2 separate regions of the Sus scrofa genome follow, and region 2 is linked to region 1. Evidence: chromatin contacts called from public HiChIP or PLAC-seq data. All regions are on one chromosome and are shown on one strand. The core of a region is the stretch at or near the end of the contact, and the rest is flanking DNA. Distances in the headings are between cores, read along the strand shown.

Evidence for each region. HiChIP or PLAC-seq counts read pairs in DNA pulled down with a chosen protein or histone mark.
Region 2: an H3K27ac HiChIP or PLAC-seq map of alveolar macrophages shows a contact between it and region 1. The contact joins two enhancer-like sites. A contact is called at or near these places in 2 of 2 datasets of contacts at active chromatin or transcription factors (alveolar macrophages and skeletal muscle).

What each region holds. Positions count from the first base shown.
Region 1 is chr13:9,827,569-9,833,408 of Sscrofa11.1, forward strand. No RefSeq gene overlaps it. Among named protein-coding and RNA genes, the nearest start is that of UBE2E2, 170 kb to the right of the region's middle. Within about 2 kb of position 2,558, at least 8 of the 83 cell types and tissues checked have an H3K27ac peak or open chromatin away from gene starts, as enhancers often do. A contact at or near this core is called in alveolar macrophages, where this site is marked.
Region 2 is chr13:10,532,153-10,538,109 of Sscrofa11.1, forward strand. No RefSeq gene overlaps it. Among named protein-coding and RNA genes, the nearest start is that of NKIRAS1, 180 kb to the right of the region's middle. Within about 2 kb of position 2,454, at least 33 of the 83 cell types and tissues checked have an H3K27ac peak or open chromatin away from gene starts, as enhancers often do. A contact at or near this core is called in alveolar macrophages, where this site is marked.

The DNA.
Region 1 (5,840 bases), core at 1,308-3,807:
AAATTTAATCTATGTATGTCTTAGGCTTAGTGCAAATCTTTTTGTACAATAGGTTTTCCCATCAGTTCTGTATTTTTAGTTTGGCTAGAGTTCACCTTTGAGTCATTTTTTTTCAGGGACCTTACATTGGTAAATACTTTGCTTACCTTTTCAGAGAGGGAATGAGATAGGTAGATAGATATTTAGATAGATGATAGATAGATAGATAGATAGATAGATAGATAGATAGATAGATAGAAAGATAGACAGACAGACAGACAGATAGATGATAGATTTTGCTAGAATAGATGCTTGCACCATTCTTATACCAAATCTTTGCCCCATCGATTTCCATAATCCATGCTGTTTTAAACTTTAATATTGTAGATAGGATATCAGAGTGAAGTATGATTTTCCCCTTTTGCAGGCCACCAGATTTTCTCCCTGGATGCTTTGGAAGTATTTGATTTTTTAAAAATAACCAGGATGTGTCTGGATATTTTTTTCACTGCTATAGGCAGATGCTACATAAGCCATTTCCATCCACATAATCAGGTTTCCCAAAGCTTAGGAAAGTTTTGTTCTATTATATGTTTGAAGGTCATTCTCATCTTTTTACTCCAGTCTCTTTTTAGAAATCTCAATTATCTCTGTTTCATCACTACTCTCTACCCCTAAGCTATCCATTTTTCATTATTTTTAACCCTTTGTCCATTTTTTCTCCATCCTGAAGAGTGGGTTCTGCATTTTCCTGCTTCAGAATCTTCCCATTAGCTCCTCTGTTTTTCCTCTCTATTCATCCGAGAGGAAGGTAAGTCTTACTCTGGCTAAGTATTTCCTCCACAGACTGAAAGGCTGGGTTCACCTGTTTCTTCTGACTGTCCTTGGCATCTCCTGCCAGGTTCTGACACAGAGGGCTGGTCGATGGCGACATCTGTTTCTTTTTTGGCCTGAATTAAATGATGTACAGTGGGTGCCAAGGGCATTCCCAGCAGAGAAATTTCTTTGCACAGCTTCTTTCCAGCGTTGGTGGAGCCACAGGGCCTCCAGCTTTCTGCTTCTGGTTTGTCGCCTGCAAGGCCTCCGTGCCAGGTGACAGCTGTGCCCCTGCCCACCTCGGGTCTCAGTCCTGCTGCCAGCCAGCCACCCTGCTGGACATGCGCCCTGTGGTTGCTGCATGAAACCAGCTGCTTCCCAGCACTGCTCACTCCAGCTCTGGGGACTGCAGGGTGGAAAAGAAACCCAGCCGCGTCTTCTACACCTCTCCTGGCCCACCCGGTCCATCTCCAGCCTGCGCCCGACAGGTCAAGGGCATTAAATTCTTCCAAGGTCTCCTCACCTGCCTCTGAGTGCAGCTCCCCACCCCCAGCCTCCCCACTGCTGCGGGCTGCCCCTCAGCTCAGGATAGTCAGAGTACCCACAAGCCCTGGAGATTCCCTTTGCAGCAAATGATCCTGAGCTGCAGCCGCAGAACAAAATCCATTAAATCCTGGATCCAATTCGTCAACACACCATGTGTTATCACCTAGAAACCATCACATTAGGGTGTTAATTTACAATGGTGTTGGTCCTTCTCTGGGTTCACTTAAATATTCTCCCTCAGAACAATGATAAAACTGGAAAATTCTTGCTCTCTTTGTCAAAACAATCTTCCAAAAAGAATGGAAGTTTCATTGTACACCTGAAACTAACACAACATTGTGTGTCAACTATACCCTGATAAATTTTATGTAAAAAAAAAAAAAAACCAAAAAACCAAACTATCTTCCTACTTTACTCCTAGTCTAAATGCACATACTTATCTTTTTTAAAAAAAATTTTTTGGAGCATAGTTGATTTACAACGTTGTGTTAGATTCAGGTGTACAGCAAAGTGATTCAGTTATACATATACATGTATCGATTCTTTTTCAGATTCCTTTCCCATATAGGCTATCACAGAATATTGAGTAGAGCTCCCTGTGCTATACAGCTGGTCCCTGTTGACCACCCATTCCATAGACAAGAGTCTGACTTTCTTTACTTAGATTGATAATCTCTAAGTCCACGCATATTGCTGCAAATGGCATTATCTGGTGTGCACAGGCACAGTCAACACTTTGTAACAAGAATCCTTACTTTAGAGTGTGCAAAGTGCTGGCACAGAGGCTATTTCATGACCCTTCAGGAGATGCGTTAAGAGAGAGGTCATGATGGACTCTGTTGCACAGGAGGCAGGAGTATGGTGGGTACCTAGTGCAGCGCTACCCCAGCAGCCCCCTCCACCTTAGACACCCTGTAATAAATTCCCATTGCTTCAGTCTCCCTGACCCTGGCAAGCTCTCCAGGCTGCCTCCCAATCACGCTTGCTCAGTCTTACAGCATCTCTGCTGCTGACCCTCCGTCCACTTTGGGTCACCAGACTGGAATTGGGCACTTCAGACATCCCTCTGCTTCCTGCCCTGCCTCCCCACCCCCCACCCCATGGTTGCAGCCCTGGCTCCTGGCTCACTCTGCTCCATGCCCTCAGCAGTGAAGCTGGGAGCCAGCCCTGCTCCCTCCCACGCCTAGTCTGCAAACTCAGTCTGGGCCAAGCTCTGGCCTCCCCAGTTGCCTAGGAGAGCAAGACAAATAGAGATGAGGAAATTAGGCCCCAGAGGCAGAATATACTATATGATCCTCCAGGCCAGGCAGCCCCAGTTGTAAATGCAACCTAGTCATCTACTAAGAGTGTGACCCTGGACAAGTGTCTCAGCCTTTTAAAGTCTCTATTTCTCAGCTATAAAAAGAACATAATGATAATACATTTGCCTCCCAAAGCCTTTTCACAAATATGAAATGAGATGGCTATAAGTTAAGTGCTAAGCATAAAGCTTTGGACCTAGGAAGCTGTCATAAATATTAACTGTCATTATTACTATTATTATTAATAAGGTCAAAGAATGAATAAGTGCCAGAGCTAGGAGTTGAATCTTTCTTTATCTCCTCATTTCATTTTTAATGGCACATAATTACAGAAAATTAGTATATGATGGAAGACAGAAATGGTCATGAAATAGCTTTTGACTAAATGTGGAGAGGTTTGATTACTTTAAGAGCTTACTAGAGGTCAGAAAAATATTACTTGCCCTAGATAAATATTACTTAGCTGTTTCTATTTTTTCAATTTTATTGAAGTATAGTTGATTTACAAGGTTGTGCCTTTTCTATCTTTTTATTAGGCTTCTCTGACAGGGAGCTCTAGCGGAAATATCACTACTGACAGGTAAGTCGAAACACATTTTCTTGGTCTTTGTTGCTGTAAACGAATACACGTTATTAAATCCAGTGTCTCGATAGCACTCTGCTAAAAGCATTCTGGATGGAATTGCTCTCTTGGGGGGCAAGCTCTGGACTCACGGCACAGTCATCGGTGCAATTAACATCAGCGATTTTGCAGTAGCTTCCTTGGAAGCTGAAGATGACCCAAAGAGGCAGTATGTTTGATGACCTGCACGTCAGGGCAAGTTCAGACTCTTTTTGGATGTAATGGAGTAGGAATATGCTTCAGAGTGCAGGGTCCAGAGGAAGCTTTCAAAGCAGCTCACAATACATGTGACAAGGCCCGTTGGTAATTAATCTTATGTGTTCCAAGGAAAGCCTATCAGGCCTTGCAGCTTCTCCCAATAACATGTCTGTAGTGGGTTTTTCATTTCATTTGATGGACAAATTGGCCAAAGCATTTATTGCAGGCCACAATCTTTCTGGATTTTGGACAGATTATCTTTTGATAGTTTGCAGCAGACTCAGCTACAGGAAAAGCGATGTGTTCTCACACAGATGATGCACTTTATCTTACACTGTGCAATCTTTGAAGGTCTGCTTCCAGATTTCCTGGCAAGGAGATGAATTCTGGGGCATCCAGAACTCTAAACGGATCCAGATTATCTCTCTGTAAAGAACTATTAGTGGTGGTTCTTGGGGTTTGCCCATGGTGATTTGCTCTCAGTGTCCCAAGGTTCAGCTGGGTGATTTTATTCTGCTCATTCTGACAATGACCCTGAGAAGATGTAAAATTCATGGCAAATTGAACAAGTGTAAGCGAATCTAATCTAGATCAGAGAGTAACTCCTCTGGGCCAGGGGCCATCATCAGCATTTCCCACTTACCAGCTCATTTGATTCTCCTTGCAGGCCTGTCACAGGGCGGGGTGCTATTATTAAGCCCATTTCAAAGATGAGGAAACTGATACTCAAAAGTGTTAAAGAACTTGCTCAAGACCAAACTGCCAGCAACAAGAAAAGGACTTAGCCAGATTCCCTGATTCTAGAACCGCTGCCATCTGCTAACCAGGGCCCTGCCACGCTCAGCCTCCTTTTTCTGATTGTCAAATGTGCCAGAACAAATCCCACAGTAGGAGCTTTGCCTCAGTTGTAAACACTCTTCTCATGGGTGGCTTCCTAATGTCCTCCGCTGCTCAGTGGAAACCCTCCCTGCTTGGAGAACATAGGATGCTCAGAGCGGTCTCAGTGGAGACGAGGGAGCTGAGGAGGTTGTCAGCTATCACCCTCCATCATGCTGAGGGCTGCAGGGGACCTTCTGCCTGGCTCTGTGCATGAACAGAAGCTGTGACTGCAGAGAAACGAATAACAAGGCCTCGAGGGGAAACATTCAACGTGGGTTGGCTTAGGGGTCACTCACATCCTCCAGACCCAGATGGCCTCCTTCCCCACACTCAGCTCTAAGTGTCATTCCTTCATGACCACAGACCAGTTCCTAGGAACGCCCACGTGTTCTTGCTTCCTTGTTCTCCTCTAAGAAGAGAGACAGACCATCTCTTCCTATTTTTCGGCCACGCTCACAGCATGCTTAAGTTCCTGGGCCAAGAATCCACAGCAATGACAATGCTAGATCCTTAACCCACTGAGCCACCAGGAAACCTATACCTTCCCATTAAGGGTAGAAAACTTCCCAGACATTTCTGGAAAACTCCCCTGCCCATCTCACTGCTTCAGGCTGGATCACAAGCCTTCTGAACCAAACCCTAAGGACAGGAAAACCCCACATGATGATCACATTATACCCAGATTTTTGGACCAATTACTGGTAAGGGGGTGGTGCTACCATGACTGAGTGATATTAATCAGGGCCAAGTGCTGGAGCCGGGTCACTCAGCCTTCACTGAGACATACAACCTCTTGGGAAGTGGTTTATTTAGGAAAGAACAAGGAGTAAGTGGATGCCAAGAGACTGTCATGCCCCCACCACACTTACTGGGGTATTTTAATAATTTACATTCTTATGTGCCAAAGCAAACAACTACACCCTCTCAATGCCCCCACCCCACCACAGTCAAAAGGATATGCCCTGATTTTATTTCCATCATAGCATTTATCATTATCTAATAGAGACATTTATTTGCTGATTTAGTCTGTTTCCTCCACTGGCAAATAAGCACCAAGAGAATAAGGATCTTGTCTGTCTCATAAACTGCTCCAGCCCACACCCATAGTAATGCCTGGAACACAGTAGATGTTAAATAATAAATCAGAAGTGTTTGCTGAATGAATGCATGAACTAAGAAGTAAACAAATCAATGAATAAGAGTAAATCCATGAACAATGCCAGGAGCTAAGAGAAAGGTATGCTGAGGCCACTGATGAGGACTCCCTTGATCCCTGGCAGGGCTAGGAGAGAGTCAGAGAATAGGAGAAGATGAAGGGGAAAGGAATCCTGTTGCCCAGGTCTCCTCAGGCCCCAGCCAGGGTGTGGATAAGCTGCAAGCAGTCTGTTTTCTTCCTGTCAGATAGCCCTGCTGTGGGTGGCTAGATCTAGGACAGGGCAGGAGTGGAACTCATTCTTTGGAAGAGGAGGTAGCTGTTTAAGAGACTGAACAGTTAAGTC
Region 2 (5,957 bases), core at 1,204-3,703, 700 kb after region 1:
TCAATATCCTCATGGACGTAGAAGCGGATGTTACATCTGGTGAGTCAAATGGAGGTCTTAAAATTAAGCTTTGATGGCTGCAGTTTAAAAAAAGTAGATGAGAAAAATAGCAGAATGAGCACAGCTGAGGAACTAATTAGTCAGATGGAAGACTGAGCTAAGGAATTCCCTGAAAAGACATGAAAAGTATGAAAAAAAAGTCAGGAACATGGGAAATCATTTCATAAGTTCCCACATCTAGCCAAAACATTTTCATAATGGAGAACAAAGTGGATAAGTGGGATAAAATATTTCAAAAGAAAATAGAAGAGGAATCTAAAACACGGCGCAAACGAACCTATCTACAAAACAGAAACAGACCCACAGACATTGAGAACGCACTTGAGGTTGCCACGGGCAAGGGGTAAAGAAGAGTGACAGATGGGGAGTTTGGGGTTAGTAGATGCAAACTATTACATTCAGAACAGATAAGCAATGGAGTCCTACCGTTTAGCACAGGGAACTACACCCAATCTCTTGGGATAGACCATGATAGAAAATAAGAATGAAAGAAGGTAAGAGAAAGAGAATGTGTGTATATAAATATATAAAACCGGATTACTGTGCTGTACAGAAGAATTTGACTCAGCACTGTAAATCAACTATACTCCAATAAAAAATAAATTTAAAAAAAAGTATGAAAAAAAAAGAAACATTTCCAAAAAGTTAATGAAATACATGAGTCCTCTGAACAAAAGTACCCAAAAGACCAAAGCAGGAGAAATCAAAGAGGCCACATACATAGTGGTGACACAAAGATGAGATGTCAGAACACCAAGGACAAGGAGAGAGTCCTCAGTCTTCCTGAGGGAAAAGCAGATTGTACACAGGGAAAAAATTAAAGAGCTATTTCATATTTCTGGGAGAAGATGGTGAAGTTACATCTTTCAAATTCTGATGGAGGAGTTCCCTAGTGGCTCAGCAGGTTAAGGATCCAGTGTTGTCACTACCTTGTGACAACCAGCTACTGTGTCTTGGGTTCGATCCCTGGCCCAGGAACTTCCACATACTGCAGGCACAGCCAAAAAAATTAAGAATAAAATAAAATTCTGTCAGAAAAAGCTTGTGGGAATTCCTGTTGTGGCTCAGCAGGTTGAGAGTACGACTGGCACCAATGAAGCTCCAGGTTCAACCCCTGGCCTCGCTCTAAGGATTGAAGATCTGGTTTTGCTACGAGCTGTGGTATAGGTCACAGACATGGCTTGGATCCCACATTGCTGTGGCTGTGGCATAAGCTGGCAGCTGCAGCTCTGATTCAATCCCTAGCCTGGGAACCTCCATATGCCACAGGGCCCTAAAAAAAAAGAAAGAAAAAGAAAAAGCTTGTGAATATAGACTTCAAATGAAATTATCATTCCCAAGAGAAACAAATATAAGCATTCAGACGGGTAAGAACTCAGAAAATGTACCATTCACAGACCCTGTTTGAAAGGCTTGGTAGAGAATGTACTCTCTACAAAACAACAAAAACTAAAAACAACAGCATAGAGAAGCAATCAGAAACAAAGAGAAAACTGGGAGTTCCCTGATAGCCTAGCAGTTTAAGGATCTGGCATTGTCACTGATGGGGGTCAGGTCACTGCTGCGGTGTGGGTCCAATCCCTGGCCTGGGAAATTCCACATGTCACAGGCCAGACCAAAAAGAAAAAAAAAAAAAAAAAGGAAAAAAAAAAAAAAAGGAAAGAGAAAATAAACGGGTGAAATGCAATAAGAAAAACAAGTAGTCATCAGGAGTCCCGTTTAGGGAAGACGGATTAACGTTCCCAAGTAGTAACCTGGCTTAGGATCATTTTCAAAGTATCAAGCCAGAGAACATTGCCAAAAGGGTAGCCTCTGTAACGCCTGGAGGAACTTTGCTGAAAATTGGTAAATGCGCAGTCGAGAGGATGACTCAGTTGATACGAAGTGTGAGATTAAGGTCCGGCCAGGGCACATGGTCCGGCCCAGGGTGTTTGTCGACTGGACCAAAAGTCTTTGTGGAAAGGACATCCTGCGAAACGCCCGCCCACTGGTCAGTACGCTCTCCTCTCAAACCACAGACTCTCTTATTTTGTAAAACTGTGTTTGACTCAGAATGAATTTGTATAATTTGCCCTTCTGGTCTTTTCTATGAGAGCGCTTAAATTATTCCACTGAAACCTGCCAAAAGCTTTCAAACCTTTAGCACCGACTGGGAAGTGAAATTGAATAACAAATGAGCTCAAGTCAGGGGGGAAACTCCTGTTTGAAAAGAAAGGATGCAGCTGCTTTTGAACGTTTTGCTTCAGACCCCCTTATTTAGAACACCTCTTAGAAGTTTCGACCTATTTGCTTTTCTCTGATGGATTTGATCCTTTTGGAGTCAGCTGCCTCTTGCAGGGCGGGCGGGGCGGCGGGGTGAGTGGGTGGCCGGCTTTGTTTCCGGAGCTGGGTCCACGGTGAGGACAGCCTACTTTTTTTGTTTGTTACCGCATCGGGGACTTTAGTGATCTCCCTGTCCTGAGGGATCAGAGATTGGTAATTACTTTCTGTGGAAGGGGGAGCCCGCCGCCCTGCAGCCTGGCAGGTTTGCTAAAAATAGCGGCTCTGGGTTATTTTTAAAAACCCTCGTGGAGGGATCGTGACCGTGAGTCACGTTTATCTCTGGGGTTTGCCCGCCGAAGGAAAACCACACAGGCCACCTCTGCAGAAAAACAGGTCACCTCAGCTCACCTAGGAGGAAATGGAGATGAATTTGTGCACGTGGAGTTTTAAGACCCACTTGAGTTTAGAACAGATATTCCGTGTCCGAAGCCTGCGCACTATTTTCTCAGCGCAGGCGCTTAACTAACGTTTGTCACGTTTCTGTACAGCTCTTTCTACTGATTGTTTGATTTATTTTATTTTATTTTTTTCCTTTCCTGGGACTATTCCTAATCTAACGAAGAGGTATTCTCTGAGGAAGAATTCCATGGCTTAAGAGGTATCCGTCTTTCCTGAGACATCAATTCCACTTGCTTACAGAACATTAAAAAGAAATTTTAAGTGATAAATGCATTAATCTACAGCTACTTATGATTAGGCTGTTCTGGCTAAAACAGAATACATTATCTGTAAGACATCTTTCATACTCCCAAGGCACTTTAAAATAATGAAAACACATAAAATAATATCTAAGTAATTAAAGTAATGGCAAATAAAAACGTAGCATTATATGGAATTGCCCTATTGGAGTAATCCATCTCTTTTTATAAGCCCTTTGTGACACTGCTATTAATTTTTAAGTAACAAAATATTGCTCTTGAACCAAAAATGGGATATTAACTAACACGTACACTATTAATTGCTTTGCAAAGGCAAAGTGCTAAATTCTCATTTATAAAAGTCAGACTTTGAGGTTATCTAAAAACATCCATGCACAGTGCTCTCTTCTGAATCCTCTAAGCTGTGGAGGTGCCGGGTAGTGAAGTCACACAAAGAATTTCATTAGACCCTGTGTCTTGTGTGCATGGACAAGCCTGGTATTGCCCACTGTCTTTCCCCACTTCCCATGGTCATTCTTTCCATCCCCTCTTCCCTGATGACTCAGCTGTTTATTCTGCCATCCCCTTTCAGCTGATGGGCTTTCTGAACTAAGAGTAGGACACTTCCAAAAACAACGTCACCTTCCTCTTCTGTCCCCAGACCAGCCTGTTCTCTTGGCAACCTGCCACCATCAAAATGTCTCTGATCAATCCCCTGGGTCCCACACAATTGACCTGGTGGCCCGATTTTCTCTGTTCACCGGAGTGTGGTTGAGTCAACTGTCCTGGGTTGTCCAGCCCCAGGGGACTCAGCTCTCTCAGGACCACACTCAGTGCCCCCCGGGACACACCTCTCACTCCTGGACCAGGGTGAGAGACTGAGGGGGTGGGACGCTGGGAGCCATTCACTCTTGGATTCAGGATTCTGGATCCTGCGCCTCCTTCCACTGTGTGCCCCGACTTATTCAGAGGCCAGCCCTCCCAGCCCCCAAGTTACACGTAGGATTCAGTGGAAATAGCAAATAGCAGGCAGAGAGGTGAGCTGAAGAAGAAGATCACTTAAAAGTAGGAATCAGGGAGTTCCCGTCGTGGCGCAGTGGTTAACAAATCCGACTAGGAACCATGAGGTTGCAGGTTCGGTCCCTGCCCTTGCTCAGTGGGTTAATGATCCGGCGTTGCCGTGAGCTGTGGTGTAGGTTGCAGATGCGGCTCGGATCCCACGTTGCTGTGGCTCTGGCGTAGGCCAGTAGCTACAGCTCCGATTAGACCCCTAGCCTGGGAACCTCCATATGCCGAGGGAGCGGCCCAAGAAATAGCAAAAAAAAAAGACCAAAAAAAAAAAAAAAGTAGGAATCAGGTCCCCTTTTCTTTGACTTCCCAGCTCTCTGCAAGGAACTCTCGTATTTCATGAAAACTGCATCCCTGGGTTCCTCAACTGTGACACTCATGGTGTATGCTGTAATAAACTGCTTCTTACCAGCACCTCTATCAACTCTTTGTCTGGGACCTACACCACAGCCCACAGAAATGCGGGATCCTTAACCCACTGAGCAAGGCCAGGGATCGAACCCGCATCCTCATGGGTATTAGTCAGATTCGTCACCACTGAGCCATGATGGGAACTCCTCTATCAGCTCTTTAGAAGGAAAACACCTGCTATACGTGTTTAAAATCATGAAACATCCTAACATTTTAAAGGGTACCTATTTTCCTCTTAGAGATTTTTCAATGTAAATTAATAGAGTAAATGTCTTGAGGATTTTCGCAGGAGAAAAAAAGCAGTTGTTTAAATTTGTTTCAAGCAGCCTTCAATCACAGGACCCCGTTTTTGGGGGCAGCACCTGTTAATATCTTGTAGGACCCGTGTCTGAAGAAGCCTCACTGGAGGGGACTGGGTTTTGGTTTGAAAAGGGAGATGCAGATGGAAACCTGCTCAGGAGCAAGGGGGCCCCTGAGCTCTACCGCCCTGTTTCCAGATCTGTGCAGTAAGGCAGGAACAGCGGTAGGTGCAAGGGCCCTGTGGTTCATCCCTCCCTTCTTTCTTCACTGGACACCACCCTCCCTCTTTGGACCCCAGGGGAAAGGGACCTGAATATAAAAGTGTGCCAGCCCCAAATGGGTGTGCTCCATTCTACTGCCAGAAAACAAACTTTGAAGCAGTATTTCAAGAGATCTCAGGGAAGCAGTCCCTACCTGGAAATTTGTTCTCCGCAAATATATCAGAAACATCAAAGATAAAGTCAAACAGTGGGGTCACTGAGTAGTGTGACCCCCCTCAGCTAGTGGAAAGGCTGAAAAGAAATGCAGTACCTGAAAACCCCACCGATCCTGCAACCCCTAAACCTTTCGAGCATTTTGATAAGGTGCAGACTTTTGATTCTGCGTCAGAGTTTAGTGACTTAAGCTAATTCCAGCTTCAAGCAAAACTTGGAGGCTAATACTGATTAATTGGCAGCCTAATCTTTATTCAAATATATCAATACGGTTAAGGCTAACATAAAAAGGCAAATATTTGCCCCTCGTGCTAAAGTAACTAACTTTTAAATAATAAATAGTCTTTGCTTGAATCACTAATAACCATTCTTTATCCTTTTTCTCCCACGTTTTGAGCGATCTTGTCTAGCAAACTGTATTTGTTAAGTAATTAATTTGTTTTCCCTTTAAAAAACTTAATCCAAACACATATCACTTGGCTGTCTTCCCAGCCAAAAGCAAAGATGCTTGCTCTCTGAGTTATATTTAGCCGTGTGGTTTTCATTGCGTGTTTATTTTGTCTTAACTGCAGTTTATATTTAAATAGATGTATAGAACTTCTGTGATTCTGCTTACCAGGCTACCTAATGAATATGAGTGAATGCTCACGCTGTTGACAGGTCTTTAAAGGGATGGAATTCGAGCCCATCTTAATTCATTCACTCACTAGGTTTTCAGTGGACA